Linked DNA regions of Zea mays: region 1 is linked to region 2. Evidence: chromatin contacts called from public Hi-C data. All regions are on one chromosome and are shown on one strand. Each heading gives the region's core, a stretch centred on a gene start, on an enhancer-like site or on the middle of the called end of the contact. The rest is flanking DNA. Distances are from core to core; before and after follow the strand shown.

What was found. Hi-C and Micro-C count contacts between places; a contact is called where the count stands out from the background.
Region 1: a Hi-C map of endosperm shows a contact between it and region 2, with 4 times the contacts expected there. The contact joins the promoter of LOC100277318 here to the promoter of LOC100282765 in region 2. A contact is called at or near these places in 2 of 25 Hi-C or Micro-C datasets (endosperm and leaf).

What each region holds. Positions count from the first base shown.
Region 1 is chr4:135,948,178-135,954,284 of Zm-B73-REFERENCE-NAM-5.0, forward strand. LOC100277318 reads right to left here and starts at 2,548. Exons shown (of 1, transcript NM_001150918.2): 1 at 1,668-2,548. The coding sequence starts at 2,406. The coding sequence ends at 1,804.
Region 2 is chr4:135,557,862-135,563,575 of Zm-B73-REFERENCE-NAM-5.0, forward strand. LOC100282765 (N-acetylglucosaminyltransferase III) reads right to left here and starts at 1,558. Exons shown (of 2, transcript NM_001317937.1): 1 at 1,129-1,558. The coding sequence starts at 1,194.

The sequences.
Region 1 (6,107 bases), core at 1,298-3,797, 390 kb after region 2:
TCTAAACCCTATCTAGAAATAGTAAATGGAATTTGGACACGTTGCAAATAGTAATTTAACGAATTACTGGCCTTAGCAATTTATGAATTGCTTCACCCTTCCTAATGTATATCTTTTTTGAACATGTTATACTCAGATCTACATAAATATTTTCACCCTTTTTCAATGTAAAGAAATGTCATCTTCCTTGTTTCTATACTAGGTAGTAGCTCAATCTAATTTTATAAACGATAAAAACTAGTAAGGTGAATTATAATTTTGCAGGCGGTTCCAAGGAAATTCTTTTCAAGGTCCAATTCCAACTTCTCTGTCTAATCTCGTCCAACTGAAGTAGCTAAGTGTTGTAAAATGGGAGAATGAATTACTTGTTCCATCATGCAGGCAAATTGGCGACATAGTAAATGGAAGTTCTTCACTGGCATTCATTAGTAACATGACATATGCATAACGTTTCATCCACTAATTGACTCAAACTATGTAGTGCAATCAAGTTGATAAGTCCTAAAACTCTTGAGATTTTTTGAGGAATTGTAAGACATTTGATAGTCTGGGATCGGTAAACTTTTCAAATCTTGCAAAATTAAACACACTCTAAGGAATTTATTTCTTCAAACTCTAGTCAAGTGTATTTCTGTGTAATATGGTTTGATGAACTGCTATGGTTTATGCATCGTTTGATGATTCCTTTCCATCCTACGCTCATCCTATTTTCCATCACAGGGATTTGAGTTTTTATAATATCATAGGTGATGTACCACAAGACCTGGTGAATCTAAATTTACTCAAGTTCTTGTGTGGTTCTTAGTGCTTCCCAATACTTGTTTCTATGTTTTGGGCACTAGTCATTTGCTAATGCTAGCGAAGTTGTTCAATCCAGGTTTCTCGGGAATAATAATAGCCTTTCAGGAGTTGCAATTGTAAGTGATTGACTTCTATAACACCATTTTTATTGCTATCCTTTAATGATAATTCAGTCCAGCATGGATATTAGGCCTGTAGTATACACTTTTATTAAGCTATCATTTCAAAATTTCATGCATCTAAAAAAGCCACCTATGCTGCATATAGCTTATATCTCCTTTTAAAGGTCTACCTATGTTTCAAAATCATTCAAGAAGTAGAAACCATCTACCTGAGTTCATTTGTCCCTGATGTACCTTTTTGCGAGTAAAGAAACTATTCCATATTACACTGATGTTTCTCAAGTTTCTTTTAATAGGAATTTGGTGGCAAGCAATTTTGTGATAAACAAATATAATGATAGGTCAGTTCATGTTACAATAGTTCCTCGAACGCATCTATTTGTGCTCAGAGCTCATGTTTTGATACAAAATGCCAATGTTTTGCAACTACAGTGTCTTGCCTGTTGGACTTGAGAATGGAAACTATACTATGGTGTTTGCAGAATTTGACTTTGCAGATCAGAGCCTTTAACCATATTGGATTCCGACTCTGAAATCCACCAGCCTCTGGACAATAGTCTGCAACCTATGAACCTACAATCGAGTGACGTCGATTGACGATCAAGTGCAACAAACCACAGGCAGTTAATACAAAGGTCACTGATGGATAGATGTATTGGCAACCTCATATCGAAAGCCCATAATCCCAACAAAATTGACTATGCGGCAGTAAAATCTCATATCAGAACTTGATAACTTCTATTGCACGCCATTTTAATCGCTTAATTTAATCACGCTTCAAACTACATAACCAGAAGCAAGTACAAAATCGTCGTCGAACTAACCTTGCCAACTCAACGCCGCCACAGAACAGATACAGAGAGATCGAGGCCTGTCAGATTCAATTTTCGAGTCCAGGCACCTGCATGCGCCGGTTGGCCACCGACTTCTTGCCGCCGAGGAACTCGTCGGGGACGACCTTGAGCTGCTTGCGCTTCTTGGACTTGGCGATCTTCTGGATCGTCTTTGGGTTGGTGACCCTCTGCAGTTTGGTGCCCGTGCGGAGCACGTTCTCCTGCTTCCGCTTCTCACGCTCCTCGCGGGCCTTCCGCTTGGCCACCTTGTTCTGCCGGATCTCTTCCTTGAGCTCCGCCTTGCGGGCCTGGTACGCGCGCTTCAGCGACTTCTCCCGGACGCGCTGCTCCAGCGGGGTCGGCTTCCGCGACACCGCCACGGCCGACGCTCGCCGGGTGCGGGCCTCCTTCCACCGCCGTCCCGACAACCGCCCTGCGATGACGCCGTCGTAGGTGGGCTGGCCGAAGGAGGCCGGCTTCGAGGGGTCGGAGAGGGAAGGCATGGCGCGGAGCTTAGACGGCCGGTGCGCGTCGGCATCGAGGTCCATGGAATCCGCGGCCGCCGCCTCGGCATCCTCGCGACGCTTGCGCTTGCCGCGCTCGCCGCCGAGGCCCTCATCCAAGCAGCGGAAGTCGATGTGGGAAGCCATGCGGAAAGCGGTCGGGTGCTTGGTGCCGCGATTTGGGAGGAGATGGAGGACGAACCAGAGGCGGAGATGGATTTATTAGGGTTTGTGATGAAGAGTAGCAGCGGATGGTGGATGGGCCGGGCTTGGGCGAATACAAAAACTTGTCAGGCCGCTTTGCAAGGTCGATGTTTTCTTATTAGTATGCCACATCAGCACACTCTCTCCCCTATATCTCTACCCTTTATAAGCTATTTACTCTAAATTCTCTCGCTATAAATCACTACCTCTATAAAATATCATTTTTTATACATATTTCTTATTTATTACAAATTTTTACTCCACTAGCAAACACTTTCTAGCACACACATCGACGCTAGGGTGGCTACTGTCGCACCCACACATTTGGTGGTATACTGTGCTAGCAGCTATCACTGTCACAGATAGTGGAGGATGTAGGGGGTACCGATGAACTATCTCTTGGTGTGATGTTGCAGCCTCTACAGTCGTGAAGGGGGGCGGCTGCGGTAAGCATTGAAGAGAGTCTGACGAGATAAGGCCTGGCGACGGGTCATGCTATTAGGCTATCTCTAGCAGCATAGCCATACTCATACTAATATTTAAACTTTACGCTGCAAATAGTGCAGTCTATAATGCAAAACAGTGTTTTGAGCGACCATATAAGTGAACTATTGGACATGGTCTTATTAGTTTCAGGCATACAAAAGGTGTTGTTCAGGCGATAACAAAAATATTGTCTTGTTTGGTTCCTATAGAGCAAGTATAATAATAGTCTACAGTAGGCTAAATGCTGATATTGAGAAGAGAGAGGAAAAGCGGGTTGTAAACTTACAACTGGTTTAGACACGATAATCAAGAAACTTTGTAAGATACATAAGTAGACCATTTATTAATAGTGAAAAGCTAACTAATATACATGCAGCCAAAAGTAGTTGGCTACAAGTATCCTTATAGCTATCAGCCGGGTATATTATAATAATAAACTTGCTCTTAGGGCATGTAACACCCAATTAAATAATGGGTCTCTTGATGGGTCACTAGTGGGCCAAGTGAAAAAATATCAAGAGACATGCTCTTCACCTTCTCTATACGACTCTCTATATATATTGTGTCTTGACTGCATTTATTATCTAGAGGCTCAATGCTATATCATATAGTCCCTTACATGTGTATTTGGAAAACCAGTCCAAGGGCTCAAGATTGTACATAACCTTTGTCGGCGTTTCGACCCCGGGGGGTCCCTAGACCGACGAGTAAATTTGTCGCTGCGTGTCCCAGCCCAGATGGGTTGGCGGGAGATGGAACACAAGGGAGAAAGCGGCTCGTGTTATCCCACGCCAGGGGGGTGTGCTCGTAGTAGGGGTTACAAGCGTTCGCGAGAGAGAGAGAGAGTGAGCCTGTTCGTTAGCTCGTTCTCCCGCGCGACCCTCCCGCATGAAGGCTCCGGACCTCCCTTTTATAGATGCAAGGAGAGGGTCCAGATGTACAGTGGGGGTGTAGCTAGGCGCTAATGTGTCTGACAGGGAAGTGCCTGAGCCCTATGTACATGCCAACTTGGCTGTCGGAGAAGTGCTTGAGCCCTGCGTAGGCGATAACGTGGCCATCGGAGAAGTGTTTGAGCCCTGTAGAAGTACAGCTGTCGGTGCTGCTGGGATCTTGCTGACGTCTCCTTGCTTCCGTAGGGGGCTGAGAACCACCGTCGTCATGGACGCACGCGGGGAGCCATCATTACTTGTTACCGGGGCGAGCCAGATGGGACACCGGTCTTGTTCCCCCGTAGCCTGAGCTAGCTAGGGGTAGGGTAATGATGTATCCCCCGTGGCGCGGTCGGTCCGAGCCCAAGGTCGGGCGAGGCGGAGACTTCTCCTGAGGCCGAGGCCGGGGTCGGGCGAGGACGCGATTCCTCATGAGGTTGAGCCCTGGGGTCGGGCGAGGCGGAGACCACCTTCAGAGGCCGAGGTTGAGGCCGAGCCCTGGGGTCGGGTGAGGCGGAGCTTTCTGTTGCGCCTGAGGCTGAAATTAGCTGTTGTCAGCCTCACCCTGGTGGGTGGCATAGCAGTCGGAGCGGAGTGAGCGGCGTTGTTTTCCTGTCAGGTCGGTCAGCGAAAGGGCGAAGTGACTGCGGTCACTTCGACCTTGCCGACTGAGGCACGTGTGTCAGGATAAGGTGTTAGGCGATCCTCGCATTGAATGCGCCTGCGATACGGTCGGTTGGAGAGGCGATTTGGCCGAGGTTGCTTCTCGACGAAGCCTGCCCGAGCTGGGCCTCGGGCGTGCCGAGGGTGCGCCCACTGCCTGAGGAGGCCCTCGGGCGAGACGTAACTTCGTCCGGGACTACAGTTCCTGCCCGAGGCTGGGCTCGGGCGAGGCGAGATCGCGCCCCTTGGGTAGACAAAGCCTTGACCTAAACCGCGCCCATCAGTCTTTGCGGTTTGTGCTGATGGTGGTTACTAGTCGTGTGTAGGAGTGTTGGGGGTACCCCTAATTATGGTACCCGATAGTAGCCCCCGAGCTTCGAAGGGAGTGTTGGTACTCGCTTGGAGGCTTTGCCGCACTTTTTTGCGAGGGGACCGGCCTTTCTCGGCTATACTTTGTTCCGGTGGGTGCGCGCGAGCGCACCCGCCGGGTGTAGCCCCCGAGGCCTCGGAGGAGTGGTTTGACTCCTCTGAGGTCTTAATGCCTTTCGTGATGCCTTGGCTGGCCTGGTTGTTCACTCATGCGACCTGATTGTAGCCCGGGTGCATGGTCAGGTTCCGAGTTTTTAGGCTGGTTTGTTGACGCTGTCAACGGTTTGGCCATAGCCGGGTTGCGAGAGCGGCCCCCGAGCCTCTGCACGGAGCGAGAGGACGATCAAGGACTGTCTCGACTTTTACTATACGCCCCTTCGTCGCCTTTCCGCAAGGAGGAAGGGGGGGAGCGCCATGTTGCCCTCGGAGGGCGCCGAACATGGTGTCTCCAGTGAGTTGCTAACGGGTGATCCGAGTGGACGCCCGTGCCCCGTTCGATAAGGGTCGGCTAGTGGCCCAGAGGCGCGCTCCAAAAGTACCTGCAGGTGATTTGCCGGACCCGGACCCATTCGATAGGGTCCGAGGGCTCGATGCCTCCCTCTGATGGGATTTCGTTACAAAATCGCTCCTGCTGGTCTCGGAAATGTCCTAGGGTACCTCGGGAGCGTAGCCCGAGCCTTGACCATGTAACGGACGTACCCAGAGTCATCCCTCACTCTACGTGCTCTGGGGCGGCCGTCGAACCCTTCCGAGGGGCCAGCCTTCGAACCCCTGATCAGTAGTGGGCGCAGAGCCCGAGTGCTCTAGGGCGACTGTCGAACCCTTCCGAGGGGCTAGCCTTCAAACCCCTGATCAGTAATGGGCTCGGGGCCCGCTTCCTTCGCGGAGAAGGATCCCTTTCGAAATATCCTCTTTCCCGGTCCCTGTAGCAAAAGAGAGAAAGGGGAAGAGGAAAAGGATATGAATTTAAACGGTGTGGCGCACCTTTTTTGACGCGGTCATCATGGCGGAGGTGAAACGACGCCCGCTTCGCCTGCCAAAGGTGTCGCTTGCCCTGCCGAGGAGTTAATGCGACGGGACGGGCGATTCGCGGGGCGACCGCGTGCGCGGGTCGTTCGAGGAACGGAACACAGGCGCGTCGTCTTCACGCCGTAGGAGAGGGCTCCCCTGCCGCTTCAGGAGGGGACGTGAGCCTGG
Region 2 (5,714 bases), core at 308-2,807:
AACTGTACTCTGAAACAGTGCTGATCATTCCAAAGTCAAGAGTCAGGAGATCACTTTTGCAGCACTAACTCAACCAGAGGTTAAAAAACACTGAAACCTAGTGCATTGTAGACAGAGGCATCATTGAGTTTTGCCGAAACAAATGCTACACAAAAAGAAGGAACATGCCTTAATTTACTAAACATGAGAACGGCAAATACTGGCTACATGAGCGTATGAGCATTTATTTATTCAAGCACAAAGCTGGCTGGACACGACATAGCACCATGAATCCAACGGCTGAACATAGGGAACATCACAGCCATCACAAACTCCTATGTTGAGAACACGAGCTTCTAAAATATCCGCCGCGCCGTGAGTGTGCAGCTGTGTTAAAGGCCATCAAAACAATGCATGTGCAGTAGATTAAAGAAGTAAGCGGTGGTCTGGTGGAATATGCGCATTTTCTGTTTTGAAAACAATATATCTATCAGTGATAGGCTGGTGCGGATCCACCAACAGAGGAAAGCAATCATCAGCTAATTTTATTTGTGTATCATATAAAGGAAGGAAACAGCCTGTAAAATTACTTTTGCGGCATGAACCCTCACCATCTACGGCACGGGAACCAATCGGGGATTGTTCAAAAAAAAAAGCTGGAAACTTTTACAGGTGGAGAGACAGATTCATTCCGGTATTAGGCAGACGACCCGATCCATACAGGTGGAGAGATTCTAGCGCAGCCGGAAGCATCCAGGCGCCCCAGTTTGTTTAGCACCACCTAATCCACAGCACCCGCGGCAGGTGGAAGATGCCTGCCGCGGACGCAATTAAGCGAGCATATGCGATCCCAGGCTGTGGAAATCTCACGAGCACCCGATCCAAGACAGCAACCCTGCTGAGATCGGCAAAATAGCAGCCGCCGCGAACACGCCGCGCAACTGGAGCGGTGAAAAGGTCGAAGCAAGCAAGCAGCTCAGCGTGGAGCAAAACGCGTTTAAGCAGCGTGGAAGAGGAAAAGACAAGCACCGCGACGACCGCGTCCGCGTCTCCCCCCGGCGGACCAGGCGATCCGCAGAGGCGTTACACGCGGCGGAGCGGTAGGGAAAGGGACAGATCTGTCTGGCTGGAGCCGGAGCGGTGCCTCACCTCGCTGTCGCAGACTGACTCGCAGATGCCGTCGGTCTTCTTGCGGTTGCAGTAGCCGGCCTCCATGGAGCCGAGGGCGCACGGAGAAGCAGGAGGCGCCCGGAAGGCGCGGGAGCACCACGCCCGCGGCCGCGCGGGTGCGGAGCGGGTTGAGACGGCACGATCGGGTCCTCCGCCCTCTCCCCGGCGAGCAGCCGGGAGCAGAGTTCAATGGCGCGCACGATGGGGGTCCTCCGCACTCTCCCCGGAAACCGGGAGCGGAGCCCGGACCTCGCCCTACTCGAGGGGTCCGCGCGTTGGCGTCTGGGCCCCGGTCTCCTCCCCTCCTTTCCTTGTGAGCGTGGGCGAGACGCGGGGCGCGGCGGTGATTTCGGGGGGCGGGGGGTGGGAGCGCAGAGGGAAACGGTGCGAAGGGGCCGGGGAATTGCTGCGGTGCGAGACAGAGGGGATTCCGGCAACCGCCTAATTATAGCCGTTCGGGGGGGGGGGGGGGGGGGGGGGGGGGGGGGGGGTGGAGGTGGTGCTGGCCTGCAGTTCTGATTGCGCGTGGGCGTGGCAGCGGCTGGGCGAAGAGGGGAGAGGTGCGGCGGAGCGGAGAGCTGGTCTTTGTTTGTCCTCGTGCTGGGGGCCATCCACCACCATCTTCTTGCTTATTAATAAAAGGCGCCGATCAAGACCCTGTCGTGTTAGGCCTATTTATTTAATCATCTATCTACTATAAAAGAAAAGATTATGTGAAATTTCAAAATCACCTATCTGTATTTGATTATGAAGGCATGAAGCGAAAGAGACAAGTTTTTTTTTTTGGGTATAACGAGGAGTGAAGACTGAACTTATTTAAAATGTCTTCCGTATTTAGCTCCTCTGTTTATCGTTCGGCTTGGCCTTGGCTGTGTCTGTTCGGAGAGGAGGCTCCAGCTCACGCTCATCTTCAGCCTGTTGTGCAGGTTGGATTTGGAGCTGAGATAATGGCGGTGGGGATTCCCCTCTGAGATGAGATGAGATTGAGGTGTAGTAATGATAAGGGCATCTCGCTCGGCTCTGCCTGCGGCTGCGGGGATGCTTCGTGTAAGCTCATGACGGTGTGCTTTGGCTGTACGAGTGTTATTTTTTCTCACTTTCTTTTTTTTCTTTTTTTTCTTCTTCTTTTGGAGGAGGCTGTGTGATCAAATGATGATGGATCATGTGAGTACCGTGTGTCGTCTTTTTCTCCGCGTACGATGTCTCTATCCTGTGACTCTATAGCATTTACTCTCACTCTCTCTCTGACAGACTGCTTTTTTGTGTCGTGTTGGAGCGAAAGAACAACAGAAAGCCAGCGAAAACAAAGCGAACCTGTTCCTTCTTCTGTGGGCTAGCCGGCTAGGCCTAGGCAACTGGCCTATATACGTATTATTATTATTATGCAAGTTCATTTTCAAGTGTGTTGAGAAGCACAAGTGTTACCTTCAAAACTAGGCCATAAATAATATGGCAGTTCTTAGGTAGCAGAACCACATCGTAGAAATCTTCTCTTCAAAACAAGCAGAGCTACATCCGGCAGACGCCAGACAGGCAGGCTTCCCAGCGTATGCCGGTCGTTGTCTGGGACAGGATTTCGTCCGGGTCCGGCTACGTGTTTCGGGGGGAAAAGACGGGTGCTTTTACCCCCGATCCGTTTTGGTTTTGCCTCGGTTGCCACTTTCACGGACCCGTGCCTAAGATTTCAGCCTTTTCATGGACCCTAGCCAAAAGCTTACATATTTTGAAAGGTTCAAAATAAGATTATTAACTAGAATCATAAAAAAAACTTACTTGCCCCACTGTATCATCTTATACAGTTTTTTTCCGAACATTCTTTGATAAAAAAGACACTAAGTACACTATCAATATAGATCTCGTGCAATAACCTAAACAAACTCCTGACAGGCAGTAGACCGAAGCAACGACTACCGATGGACCAAACAACAAACGACAATTAGCTAGCTCCATGTCTATGATATACACATGCGCGTACGTGCGAAGGTCAATCGTCGATGGCGTGTTCCGGCGTCTTGCAGTACTGCCCGATCCTTTGGCGAATTGGCAACATGGTGGGGTTACCCCGACAGAAATTAAGTTTTGAATGTATTCTGTTCTGACTTGAGAACTACCGTACGTGATCGTAGCAGGCCAACAACCACTTTACGGCTTATGTCCGAGAGTAGGATAGCATAGGATGACGCTGGGCGTTCACCTATGTGAGCAGGACAGCATGTCGTAGCGTTGAGCGGTAGGGCCAACCAAACGAAGACTGTTTGGGATGATTGAATAACTAAGTATCATACTCAACTATACTAGTAAGGTGCTCGTGCTAACATTACGGTAATTAAGAGGCAATAATTCTAATCGAAATGAAGTCTGACAGCAATGGCGAGGCGAGGCGGTCTATCATAAAGTTGAAGGATTCTAAGGATATGTTGCATCGGAAATTATTGGTCAAATGTATACACATGGGACTATGCATAATCAAATGTAGCAAGATTTTTTTTAACAGAGTGATCAACAAACAACTTATATTCTTTGTGACTTACTCTTGGGAATAGTTACGGGACACGCTGATCGTTCCATCGTCTATCACCGATCGTTCATCTATTGCCGATTGTTGTTTGTTAGCTATTCACTGTTCATTGCAGAGTCATCCACAGGGGACGGGTCTGTCCATTGAGGTCGGAACTGAGATATAGCATTATCTGCATATAAAGAGTACATAGGTAACCAGTGTTGTTTCTAGTCTCAGAAAGCACTTAAGAGAATAATGCAAAATCATGTGAATAGTTGATCATATTTGTAATAGTCATCGGAGTTTCTGCCGATCTGTAGCAACCGCTAGACACGCGATCAGTTTCTACCTCATCTTATGCCCCTGATGCAGCTGTAGATGTCACTATGTTCTGACTGAGTTTCCCAGTAAAATTAGATCCAGGGAGGATCCATTTATCATGAAATGTGACGGGTCCGACGGGGAATGAATCTCCTGGGATTTTGTTAGTGGGATTAGTCTGAGGTTCAAACGCTGGGTTAATTTAGTAGAGGGTATAACTACGTGGGACGGTTTATTGGGTGCACTTAGTTTTGTTTGAACTTGTGGGTTTAAGAGGTAGTAGGGAATACTTTAGGTCTTGTTCGGTTGTGTCTGGATTGAAGTGGATTGAGTGGGATTAAATCTCCTTCTATTCAATTTTGACTAAAGAGTGATTTAATCCCCTCCAATTTCCTTCGATTCAGACGCAACCGAACAAGCCGCCCTTGGGTCCTAGCATTGGCATGCCTCCGCGCCAAAACGGACCAGTTCCGGCGCCAACCGTGGCGCACATGTCCGTCCGGGCTGGCTTGATTGGTTTTTTTATTTAATTATGCCGTGATGCTGCTTCGGTTTATTTAGGTTCAAGTGTCAGTGGTCAGCCTTAAGTTAAAGCGTCTGGCACGACATGAGTCCGTCCGTCCGTCCGGCTGTAACCCAAGCTTAGCGGCTAAACAAGTTGCCCCTTGGAAACCGCCAGGCAAGTACAGCGGTACAGCCACATGGCAGCCAAGACGCGTCTTCCAAATTGCTGGGACTCCCAAAAAAAAAACACCAGCATCAATCAGTTTTGAAAAAACAGGGGGAAGCGAGCGGCGCCTTTTGTCAGCTAAACACGCAACGGGCGAGGAGGACACACGGTATTGATCGCCGATGCGCCAGCGAAACCAAACGGTTTTGCTGCGACGAACAAGAAACTCGGTTTCATTTTGCTTCAGGGCGAAGGCATGCAGGCACGCCAAGCGCGGGCGGCACAGGCTGGGATCACTGTGAGGCTGACTTGTTTGACCACCAGATCATCCTGGTTTATTTATTCCTTACAGCTCTTAAAAAAAAATCGGCTGCGCAATGGGAAACCATATATCTTCTTTTGTTTCACGGGACGGGATGTTAGAATATTTTGGATAAAAGCTATTCATTTAATATTCTATAAATTCTAGGGCTCCTGATTAAACTAAGAGTTAAATATGAATAAGCGAGTGAATTACGGCTCCGTAGATTACTAGTAACGTCCATTTTGATTGTACGAGTTACTGGCAGCGGTCGTTTTGGTGACCATGGTGCCTGCTACTTATGGCTGCCATTAAGCTATTTGATAGCATTTCTTCGCATGTGTTGACGCCTTTTTGGAGCGCCAAATACTCAAGAAGAACCGGCGGCGGTGCTCTCTGGTCAGGCGCGGACGGTCCGCGGCCTGGGGCCGGACGGTCCGCGACCTGGCGCAGGGGCTAGAGTTTCCTGCCTGACGGCCGGACGGTCCGCGCCCTGGGGCCGGACGGTCCACGCGTGCGCAGGGGCGGCGGAAGATCGCCGGCGGCGCCTGGATCTCGCTCCCGGGAGGGACCCCGTCGGGGAGGAGAGATCCTAGGGGTTGTCTAGGCTCGGGCCGGCCGACCTAGACTCCTCTAATCGGCGTAGAGTCGAAGAGAGGCGAAGAATTTAGGGATTGAGAGGCTAAACTAGAACTAGACTAGAACTACTCCTAATTGTACTGAAAATAAATGCGAATATAAGTTGTATTGATTCGATTGATGATTACAAATCG